Linked DNA regions of Sus scrofa: all the other regions are linked to region 3. The links are chromatin contacts, called in public HiChIP or PLAC-seq maps. All regions are on one chromosome and are shown on one strand. The core of a region is the stretch at or near the end of the contact, and the rest is flanking DNA. Distances in the headings are between cores, read along the strand shown. Region 1 overlaps LOC110257431 (a long non-coding RNA gene). Region 2 overlaps LOC110257431 (a long non-coding RNA gene). Region 3 has its middle 66 kb from the start of PTPN1.

What was found. HiChIP or PLAC-seq counts read pairs in DNA pulled down with a chosen protein or histone mark.
Region 1: a contact with region 3 is called in an H3K27ac HiChIP or PLAC-seq map of alveolar macrophages. The contact joins two enhancer-like sites. A contact is called at or near these places in 2 of 2 datasets of contacts at active chromatin or transcription factors (alveolar macrophages and skeletal muscle).
Region 2: an H3K27ac HiChIP or PLAC-seq map of alveolar macrophages shows a contact between it and region 3. The contact joins two enhancer-like sites. A contact is called at or near these places in 2 of 2 datasets of contacts at active chromatin or transcription factors (alveolar macrophages and skeletal muscle).

The regions. Positions count from the first base shown.
Region 1 is chr17:51,774,691-51,778,426 of Sscrofa11.1, forward strand. LOC110257431 (a long non-coding RNA gene) reads left to right here. Exons shown (of 2, transcript XR_002340007.1): 1 at 1-1,781. Among named protein-coding and RNA genes, the nearest start is that of CEBPB, 54 kb to the left of the region's middle. Within about 2 kb of position 2,256, at least 7 of the 83 cell types and tissues checked have an H3K27ac peak or open chromatin away from gene starts, as enhancers often do. A contact at or near this core is called in alveolar macrophages, where this site is marked.
Region 2 is chr17:51,793,374-51,797,192 of Sscrofa11.1, forward strand. All of the region lies in intron 1 of LOC110257431 (a long non-coding RNA gene), which reads left to right. Among named protein-coding and RNA genes, the nearest start is that of CEBPB, 73 kb to the left of the region's middle. Within about 2 kb of position 1,283, at least 6 of the 83 cell types and tissues checked have an H3K27ac peak or open chromatin away from gene starts, as enhancers often do. A contact at or near this core is called in alveolar macrophages, where this site is marked.
Region 3 is chr17:51,949,117-51,952,897 of Sscrofa11.1, forward strand. No RefSeq gene overlaps it. Among named protein-coding and RNA genes, the nearest start is that of PTPN1, 66 kb to the right of the region's middle. Within about 2 kb of position 1,760, at least 28 of the 83 cell types and tissues checked have an H3K27ac peak or open chromatin away from gene starts, as enhancers often do. A contact at or near this core is called in alveolar macrophages, where this site is marked.

The DNA of each region.
Region 1 (3,736 bases), core at 1,006-3,505, 170 kb before region 3:
ACCTACTATGTGCCAGGTACCATCACGATCTCTGCTTTATAAGTCATTGCTTCATTTAAATTTCCTACACTTCTAGGCTATTATCACCCCTATTTTATAGGTGGAAACCAACATACAGAGCATAGTCACTTGCGACAGGTATTACATCTAGATTTGAACACAGGCAGCCTGCACTCTTGGCTGTTCTAATATTCCAAAGTGTAAGGGGGAGAGCTGGTGAGGTGCTGAATTTTCATCCTCAACCTTCTGAACTTCCCAGCTCAGGTCCTGTCCATGCTCAGAGGCCTTCGAGGTTTCCCATGGCCCCAGAGCCACCCTTTGTTCCTCTGGCCAGTGTGGGCGCCTTGGGCAGCACCAGACCTTTCTGGTTTGACCTTGTGTGCTGGGTGCTGCAGGCACTGCCTGTCAGAAAGAAGCCCAAATGCTAATTATGGAGCCAGGGAGTAACTGGGGGGCAGGTACCTTGGCCTGTCCCCATTGGTGGATTTGAGATGTGGCTGGAAATGGGCTTTGAGGTTTTGGTTTCCCCAGGCCTCAGGGCTCTGTTTCAGGAGTCGCACCTTGGCCCAGCTCCCTGCAGAGTTCCCAGGAGGTAAGAATATTAGCAGACCCTGGCCCCAGAGAAATAGGTGGGCCCTAGGTCTGGGGCTTTTTAAATTCCACTGACCCTACGATGTGGGGATTCGTCACCCCATTTTGCAGATGAGAAAATGGAGGTTCACAAAGGGCAAAGAGTTGTCCAAGGCCACACAGCAAATAAAGGCAGAGCCAGGACATGACTGCAGCCCCAAGTTTTGACTCAACCATCCACACACTCCTGCCCCCATTCAAGAGGATTCTCCAGTCTGCCCCTTGGCAGGGGCTTGATCTCTGTCTTACCTGGTCTTCAGGAAAGGGACAATGATCCCATTGCCCTGGGGAGCTTGAATGCTGTGCTCATGGCCTCAGGATCAAGGGGGACCTATGGATGGCCTGGGTGCTCCCCCACCCCCAGAATCAAGACACAGGTCCCACGTTTCCTCTTGCTTCTCTCAGAAGCGAGAGAATAATAGTTGGTTCAAATGTCAGGCCAGCTCTGCTGCCTGTGGGGAGACTGGTTGAGCAGGTCTGGGGGAGGGGGGGATGGAGGGAGGAAATTATTAATAATTGCGAAGCAACTAGCCCTGCTGCAGGCCTTGAGATGTGTCTTTGTGTGTCTTTGCAGGTGTGGGGTTGGGAATGCTAATCCTAGGGACCCCATCCTGGAGCGGGGGCTCAGCCTAGGGATCCGCTGCAGCCTCCAGGGGCCTGTAGTGGGGTGGGGGTGAGGGGATGGGAGGCACAGAGTTAGCCTCTCCGTACACCTTGGCCTCCCTGCCTCCCATCAACCCAGGTTAGGAGGGATCTGCCAACATCAAGAGGAGAAGGGAAAGGGCCTACTCTTGTCTTTGGGAGGCATCTCACTACGTGCTGTATTTAATTCAGATGCTGTTTTTTTTTTTTTTTTTTTTATCTGTAGTCGACAGTTGGGGAAACTGAGGCACAGGGGTTTTAAGTGGGACTTGAACTCAGGGTGCTGACCGCAGCTTGACTGCTCTTGCTGTCCTCTCTGCTGGGGGTGGAGGGATCCCCCTCCCTGGAAAAGGCCCTTACCCACTCCCTCAACATCAGCACAATCCCCGATGCCACACCCTAGAGGATGGGAGTTGGTCTGAAGCTTCTCAGGACCTCAGTCTTCTCATCTACAGAATGGGCAGCAGAGTAACTTCCTCCAGGGTCAGGGCAGCCGACAAGGGGAGGAGGTAAGGAGATAGCTTGTCTTTCCTCTCTTCTCCAGCACCCACTGCAAGGCCTGTCCGACCGCCACCACCACAGGCATCTTTCCACTAAGACATCCTTAACCTCTAGGGTGCCTAGCAGAGCTGGTTCCCTTGCTGGGCTTTGGAAAATTCATTCTGAAATGTGAGTGCTCACTTTACATTTTAGTAGGAAAATGGCTTGAATGGTGGGTACTTGAGGCAGAGTTTCGGGGAATGGACAGTGGGAATTCTGGGAGCGGAAAGTGAGCCTCTGGACCTGGGGCTAGCTGCCACCTATGGCAGAGGCACGCCCGGATGGCGTGCCACCGAGCCCCAGGATGGGCTGTGTCTGTGGGGGACCTCCGGGGCGTCCCCCTCCCAGGTCTGCCCGATGGGCCGATAAAACCCAGCCTCGGAGGAGGCTTAATTACAGGCCTTGGTGGTGGCGGGCAGGCGAGTCATGAGGTGGGGGTGACTCAGAGGATTGCTCCATGAGCAGGGTGGAGGTGGGGGCCTCCTGTCTGCCCCTCACCAGGCTGGCCTGTGGAGGGCCTGGGCACCCCAGGGAGGCCCCACAGGGCCACTGAGTGTGACCGGGCCAGGGTCTCACCCCTGGTCCTGTGACCCAGGCCCCTGTGCCACTTGGCAACTTTGGGGCTTGGCATTGTGTTGGGAGCTGGGACTGGCTGGGTTTTCCCCTTGCTCAGTCCCGGGCATCGGCTTCTGGGAAGTGGGAATCTGGGCTCAGAAGCACCAAACGCCTTGCTGATTTCCTGAACCCCAGGGGCAGGGCTCCGGGAATCCCAGATGAGTGAGAGGTAGAACCTCAAGCATGTGTGGACTCTGAGAACCAGCGGAGGGTGGTTTCTAGAACCAAATGTTTCCAGGCTGAAGGATTCACAGATTAGTGGATTGTAGCATTACAGATTTGTAACATCAGGTAATAGGTTACAATTGTTTCCAGAGAATTCATTCATTGAGCAAGAGAGTTTAAAAAATCACAGCAGCCGAAGAGTTTAGAGGGAAATCATCTGAATGTCTTTGACCGGCTCCCATATGGGTCAGAAAGAAAAAATAAGAGAATAAAAATATAGATGTTCATCTTGTTCTATCTAGCCAGAGGGGACACACACAAAGGGGAGAGTCAGTGACTGGTGCATTGAGGTGTTTGTTGTGCTGTTTTGTTTACTTTCTTTGAGTTTGGAATTTGTCAAAAATAAAAAGTTGGAAAAAGTAAAATAGAGAATGAGTAAAGTAAACATAAGCCGTAGCATATTAGATTACACAACTTGGTGATTTGCAGTATTACGACTTCCCAATCCATGCATCTATAATTCTCTTTATGCACTTATTATATTTTTTATTTACACATTTATGCAGAGCACCAACTGTGGGCCAGGATTTGTTCTAAGGGCCCCACAAATACTAACTCATTTAATTCTTACAACACCTCTGTGAGGTGAGTGTGGGTACGATGGTCATTTCACAGCTGAGGAAACCGAGGCACAGAGCAGGGACTGACTTGTTCGAATTGTGCCCAAGCACGTTGTTTGGTGTCTGCTGTGTGCCAGGTGCTGTGCTAGACTCTGGGACAGAGCAGCAAGCAGGACAGTCACTGTCCCTGCTCTGGGGGAACTTGGCAGGGGAGACAAATAATAAACAAACGAGCGAGACTGTCCTAAGTGCACGAAGGAAAATAAGCTGCTTTGATGGAGGGCACAGGGTGGGACCTCCTTCCCATCAAGGTAGCAGGAGGGCTCCTCTGAGGAGGTGGTATCTGAGCTGAGACCTAAGGGGAGAAAGGAGGCTCGCCAGGCAATATGCCTGCTGTCTGCACAGGCTGTGCCTTCTGCCTGGAGCACCCTTCTCTCTACTTCTCTGTGCCAAACTCCCACTCACTGTTCCAGGTCTGGCTGGGCAGGCATCTCCTCTGGGGGTGGGAGGTGGACTGGGAGACT
Region 2 (3,819 bases), core at 33-2,532, 160 kb before region 3:
GCAGGCTTTAGAGGAGGCTGTATTGGGGGTGATTTCTCGTAGGGGAGATGGTGAGAATGTGGCCTGGGCAGAAGGGGCAGCCAGAGCAAAGGTCTGGGGGCAGGAGAGACTGTCTAGGGAGCAGTGCAGTGCCTGAGTTAGACTGCTGGGTTAAATTTCAGCTTTATCACATCTCTGTGTGACTTCAGGCGGGGCGCTGGACCTCTCTGGTCTCAGGTTCTTACCCATTGAAAGGGTATGTGAGAAGAAAGTCTCCCTCAGAGGGCTAGTGTAGAGAACAGTGCCAAGCTCGTCCACATTATGTGCCACATAAAGAAAATATTCAATAGATGTTATTTTTACCCATAACCACTTCCTCCAGGAAGTCCACCCTGACCTCCTCAGGCCCCTGAGGCCCCCTGGGCTTCCTCCGTCGCAGAATGTTGCCTTTTCCACATGCCAATCTCCCACCCCCACCTGGACCCTCTGAATGGGGCCCCCGAGAGGTCTGCGTCCCTAGGCCCAGCATGAGCCCAGTGTAGAGCAGCCACGGAGGCCAGGTGTTAGATGAACAGCATCCCTGGGCACCGGTTTTGTGCCAAGTCCTTCAGACACAAGTGTTGCATTTTACATCTCTTTTCTGGAATGTTGGCTTTGCCTAGAATGGCACATAGTAGGCACTTCAGAGGTACATGATGGGATTGTTGAGATGATGGTTCTCGGAGGAAAGAAGGCTTTCTGAGGATGGGGCCATAGCAGGTTGACCTCGTGAGACAATAATAATAAGAAGAAAATAATAATAATAGGTATTATTTACTATGCTCTGAGCTCCACGCTGAATCCTTTTCATTCATCTTCCCGCAGGTTAGTACTATTCTTGGGGGGAGCTGAGGCACAGACAGGTTAGAGTGGATACACCGGGAGTTCCTGTCATGGCTCAGTGGTAATGAATCCGACTAGTATCCATGAGGATGTGTGTTCGATCCCTGGCCTTGCTCAGTGGGTTAAGGATCCGGCGTTGCCATGAGCTGTGGTGTAGGTCGAAGATGCGACTTGGAGCTGGCATTGTTGTGGCTGTGGTGTAGGCCAGCAGCTGCAGCTCTGATTTGACCGCTAGCCTGGGAACTCCCATGTGCCGCAGATATGGCCCTTAAAAGCCAAAAATCAATCAATCAGGTGGATACCCCAAGTCACACAGCCAGTGAATGGCAGAGCCAGGATTAAACCTAAGACTGACTGAGAGGAGCCTGTCCTGAGTCTGTTTCAACACACCTCTTGCTGTTTAGGAGGGAAGTGCTGTTACTGTGCCCATCTTGCAGATGAGGAAACGGAGGCTCTGAGAGGCCCAAAGGGCTGGCCCATGTCTGGAAGCAGAGATATTGGTTGAACCAGAGATGTCCCAGGGAGGGCCCCAGCCTTCCAGGTTAGCAGGCTGAGGGAGGGGTAGCTGTCCCCTGCCTATTAGTGTCTCTGGCTAATACCCCAACCTCTGTTTACCCAGCCTAACACCCAAGAGCTGCCTCTTCCGCCTGCTTGGGAGTCTCCAGTGCCTTCACAATAGGATTCTCTGTCTCTGCAGCTGGTTTTCATTCAAGCCCTTTGTGCTGACGGAAAAAAGAAAAAAGAAAAAAAAAAAAAACTTGACTCCGCCCCTCTCCTTTGCTTCCGAGGGAGAAAGGATCTCAGCCTCTTTTTTCTCTCATCTGGGGCCCAGAGCTGTCCACAGCCTGTCCAGGGTCACACAGCAGGATCAGAGCCAGGATCCTGGCCTTGGACTCCTCATCCAGTGCTCTGCTCGCCGAGTTCCTGCCCCCCAACTTCAGGGCCATTCGCTTCCTCTTTGCTCCTGCATTTGCTCTTCCTGGCTCTGTCTTCTAGGCCTGCAGGGAGCACAGGAGGTGGGACTAATGTTCCCTTGGGCTCACAACATGCTGGGCACTCTGCCATCCTCAAACGCACAGGATCCTCACTATAGCTCTGTAAGACCCTGTCAGCCCACTTAACAAAGAAGGAAACTGAAGCCAAGAGAGGTGGCATGCTTAGGTCCCACAGCTGGGAAATGGCAGAGCTGGGATTTGAACTCGATGCTCCCACAACTGTGTTGCAGCCATATTTGGCACCCTCATTTGGGTCTCATCTGGGAGGCCTGAGACCCAGGGGCGGTGGGGTATCCTAGAGGGAAGTAGGAGCCTGGGCAGGGCCAGGGCCCTGGAGCTGAGCCAGACAGGAACAATGGGTCTTCAGAGATGGTGGTGGCCTTGGGTGGGGCATGAGCTAGAGCCAGGGGCTGCAGGGCAAGGCAGCAGGCAGGTCCAAGAGACCTGGTGCTCTATCCCCTTCCTCTAGCTCCTGGGTCAGGACCCGGGGTCACTTCAGGCACCTTGGCCCCCAAATGTGGACAGACTCAGGGCTCCTGCATGAGGCAGGTGGCAGAGCCAGCCACATGCAACAATAATGGCTAATGACCATACTTCATGTTGATTGAGCACTAACTACTGCCAAGGGCCTTCCTGGGTCTTCACAACCAGCCTGGGATGTGGGACTGTGATTAATGCCCTTTTACAAATGTGAAAGTGAGGCCCACAGAGACCCTTGGCGCTTGCCTAGGGCTGCAGATAGGCCAAGAATTTGGAAATATGGCCCTCAGAGAGTGAGCTGCCTGTCCCAGGAGACATGCAAGCAGAGGTGGTGGGAAGTCCATGGCATTGCACTGGGGACACAGTGGGGAGTTGGGGCTCACTGAGGGTGATTCACTGAACATGGGACTATGGAAGTTGCAAGCTGGGGTATGAATAAGGCCTCCTGGGCTGATGTGGGGATTAAGCGGGTTAACAGGTGTTCTGGATTAGAGATGTGCCTGTTATAGAGTGGGTGCTCAGTGAATGAGAGCACCCGTCATGGAGTGTTTCCTCTCTGCAGAAATAGTAGCGGACACTTATGGAGACTGCCAGGTACCCAGGCCCTGCGTCTGGACGTTTTTGAGCGCTCACTATCTCTCAGCCACCTTGCTGAGTGTTCATGGATTTTTGAGACCCATGATACCTCAGAAGGACACCTGTCATTCTTCTCCCTCTTGGCAGATGAGGACATGCCTGGGAGGCAGTCAGCATGGCTGGGTGCATGAACCTGTGTTTCTCTGCTGTGTGGGCTTGGGGAGCTATTAAGTTCCCTGGGCCTCAGTTTCCCATCTATAGCACCCATGGCATCCTAGTCTTCTAGGTGAGGGTTTAAGAGTCTGCAAGGCTATTTGTTTTTTTCCTCTCAGAACTTGCTGCCCTAAATGAAATCCTCCAAAAGACTCTTTTAAGACGTTCTCATCCCTCCTCCTCTCTATTTTCTCTTATCTCAGCGTTCCTTCCCATTTTCTTCTTATCCCAGTTAGGTTATCTTCCATGCCTGGAAGCGTAAAGATATTTAATTAAATCTTTTTTTAATATATAATGATTTTTATTTTTTTCATTATAGCTGGTTTACAGTGTTCTGTCAGTTTTCTACTGTGCAGCATGGTGACCCAGTTACACGTACATGTATAGATTCTTTTTTCTCACATTATCATGCTCCATCATAAGTGATTAGACATAGTTCCCAATGCTACACAGCAGGACCTCATTGCTTATCCATTCCAAAGGCAATAATCTGCATCTATGAGCCCCAAGCTCCCAATCCATCCCACTCCCTCCCCCTCCCCTTTGGCAACCACAAGTCTACTGTCCAAGTCTATGATTTTCTTTTCTGTGGAAGGGTTCTTTTGTGCCATATACTAGATTCCAGATATAAGTGATATCATATAGTATTTGTCTTTCTCTTTCTGACTGACTTCACTTAGTATGAGAGTCTCTA
Region 3 (3,781 bases), core at 510-3,009:
GGTAAATCTTTTTGGCTGAGAACTTGCCTCAACAGATCTCCCACCTATACATGTAAGAAAGCAGGAGCCATGGGCCCTTTGTGCCACTAGAGAAATGATCCTAAAAACCCTTGGGTTGCACCTGACTTAAAAGGTGTGAGTTACAGGGGCTGAAGGAAACTCATCAGTCCTGGAGGTACAGGAAAACGTTCAGCATTCTCTTCTAAATGAGACCTTTGGAACTGATAAATTGCGGTGGATGATACTCGAAGGATGTATCAGAAGGAAGAAGACTGGCTTTGAGCACCTGTACTTTATATCCGTTTTCTTACCTTATTTCCTTATTCTCTGTGTGACCTTAGAGGGGTATTTAACCACTCTGTGCCTTCGTTTCCCCATCTATGAATTGGGACATAGTCAAGACTCCTAGTTGTCCCTCAGTCTCCTCTTCTACTTCCATAGCAACAAACTTGTAGCTGAGCATAGGGCTGTCCCTATAAAGACTACATTTCCCAGCCTTCCTTTCAGTTAGGTGTGGCCAGGTGACCAAGTTTTGACCAATGGGGTGTAGCCTTAAGCTATGGATAACTTCCGGGTTGTACTTTAAAGGGAAGAAATATGCCGTTTCCCTTTTCCACTTCCCACTGGCTATAATGTGGATGTGGGGGTCAAGGCATGCTGTACCATGAGAAAACACTGTAGGGCGGGGAAAACAAGTTAGCAGCCTGGGCACAATGATATGGAGCTGCCACATCAGCCCCAGCCTAAGTTTGTTGTGAAAACGCAATGCACTGAGACATGTAAAGCACTGAACACAGCTCTTAGAACAAAATAAGCCCTCATGTGTAAGTATTTGTGGGTCTAATGCAGTGTTTTTCAACCAGGGGTGATTTCATGCCCTGGAGGACACGTAGTCATGTCTGGAGACACTTTTGATTGTTGGATGGGCATGGGAAACTGCTTCTGGCACATTGAGAGTAGAGGCCAGAGATGCCTCTAAACATCTTACAATGCACAGGACATTGTACCCCCCGTGCTCCCCCAAATGTTAATAGTCATGGTTGAGGAACCCTGGTCTAATGGGATGATGCCCACCAATTACCAAGTGCCCGGCGCAGTTTCGGGTAATAGGCAGCATTCTTTGATTTCCTCGTCTGAAAGGCGTCTCCGCGCCAGCACATCTTTATGTCACTCCCTGTCTCTGTCCACACAAGCCCATTCACGAGCAGGAGGATTTGCATCAAGGGGAAACCATAACCTCGTCACGTTTCTGCAGCTCACCCCTGCCATCTCTCACCCCTTCCAAGGCTGCGAGGGACATGTTCAAACAGTTCTGCCTTCCTCCTCACCCGCCCCCTTGCCAGCCAGGCCCATTTCCGGGTGGTGGGTGGAGGGCACTGTGCCATCCCAGTGCAGTCCAGTTTTCCCAGGCGGGGGAAGGAGGGCGGGTTTTTTTTTTTTTTTTTTGCTCCTGGAATGCACAGCCCACACCGTCAGGGCTGCCTGCCCGAGTAGACAGCTGAACGCTGATAAAGCCTTGTTCAGGACTGTTGAGGAAACTGCTTCCTAGAGAAAAATCCAGATTTCTCCTCTCCAGTTTCCCAGGATGTGGTGAGCCCCGGCCTCCTTGGATGGCAGGGCAGCCTTCCAGAAACTTCCATCCTGGCCACACAAAAACCAAGAGACTGGAGCAAAAGCTAACCCCTGAGGCACTCTGGGGATTCACTGAAAATTCAAGAGGAAGTGGTGCCCATGCTAATGTGTTCAGAGGCACTTCCTTCTGGGCTATTCTATTGGTCAGCTGTTATTTGTTTACTGAAATAGACACTGTGCCCTCCTGCTCACTGTCCAATGGCTCCTCTTTGCTGAGGGCTCCTTCTGGCCACCAGAGCCTATTAAGCCCATGCAGGACAGGCCTGAAGTGCCTGTGAGTTGACAGGCCTGAAGCAGCCCTCAACCAGCGACATGGGAGCTGGTGATTAAAAACCCATTTCCAGGAGTTCCCATCGTGGCGCAGCAGAAATGAATCCGACTAGGAACCATAAGGTTTCGGGTTGGATCCCTGGCCTCGCTCAGTGGGTTGAGGATCCGGCATTGCTGTGAGCTCTGGTGTAGGTCGCAGATGCAGCTTGGATCCTGCATTGCTGTGGCTCTGGCATAGGCCAGGAGCAACAGCTCCTATTAGACCCCTAGCCTGGGAACCTCCATATGCCACAGGTGCAGCCCTAAAAGGACAAAAGACAAAAAACAAACAAACAAACAAAACATTCCCACCCCTTGGGTGGGAATACTTTGCAGGCATGTCCTACACTGGTCCCAGTGCTCCCCAGTGGGAGCTCAAAAAGGTACCCTGCATCAGCTGCCTTCTCTTCTCTGTCTCATGTCCCCATTTTCTTACTTCCTGGGATCACCTCCCAAACAGTGAGAATTCTTGCTTCTGGGGTCCCTGGCCTGAGAACTACATGTACTATGAGTCATATCGACAGATACTTGGGGTTCAGAAGGGACATGGCTGCCCCCTCGGGGAACTCACAATCAAAAGCAAAACGCCACTCCAATAGTGGTGAAAAAGCAGAACTGCAAATAGCGATGAGAGCTGAGACTTAGTGTGGCCTCAAGGCCCTGCACAACCTGCCACCGCCTTAAGTTTCTGAGCTCACTTTTCCCCATGTGCTTCCAGCCGCAGTGGCCTCCTGGCTGTTTCTCAGTTATGCCGGGTATGTTCCTGCCCCAAGGCCTTTGCACTTGCTGCTCCCTCTCCCTCATCTTTTCCAGATCTTCCTATGGCTGGCTCCTTCTTGATGTGAATATTGATTCAGGAGTTTCCGTCGTGGCTCAGCAGTAATGAATCCGACTAGTATCCGTGAGGACATGGGTTTGATCCCTGGGCTTCCTCAGTGGGTTAAGGATCTGATGTTGCCATGAGCTGTGGTGTAGGTTGCAGACAAGGCTCGGATCCTGAGTTGCTGCCTCTGTGGTATAGGCCGGCAGCTGTGGCTCCTATTTGACCCCTAGCCTGGGAATTTCCATATGCCGTGAGTGTGGTACACCCGCCCCCAAAAAATATTGATTCAAACATCACCTCCTCAGAGAAGCCCCCACCAGGCACTCTCTTACCATGTCACCCTGTTTGTTTACTTCATACGTGTATCAATCTGAAGTTATGTTGTCTGTTTATTTGTTTATTGAATGATCCCCAAATGGTGAGCTCCATGAAAACAGGGGCTGTGTCCCCAGTGTCTGGAACAAATCCCAGAGCAGGGAAGGTGCTCTGTGGATGTTTGTTGGACAAGTATTTGAATGTTTAAGTGAAGGAAAAAAAACATGAATGAATGATGTAAGGACATTGACAGGGGGATTGAAGCTAGTCTGCAAAATCAGGGAAGACTTCCCTGAGGAGGTGACATTAAAGCTGAACTGTGAACGAGGAAGGGATATTAATTGGGCCAAAAGGGTAGAATGGCTACCTAGTCAGAGGACAAAGCACATGCAAGTACCCAGAGGCAAAACCCATAGGTCACTCCAGAGCTGTGCAGGGGAACAAACCAACTACAACTCTAGACTTTTCTTTTCCTGTTTGTTTTAATTGAGGTATAATTGATGTATAACATTATATTAATTTCAGGTATACAGTGTTTTTGATATTTATATATATTGTGAAATGATAACCAAAACAAGTTAACATCTGTCACTGCACAGTTAGACGCACTTTTTTTTTTTTTAAGATGAGCACTTTTAAGATCTGCTCTCAGAGTTCCCATCGTGGCTCAGTGGAAATGAATCTGACTACATCCATGAGGAT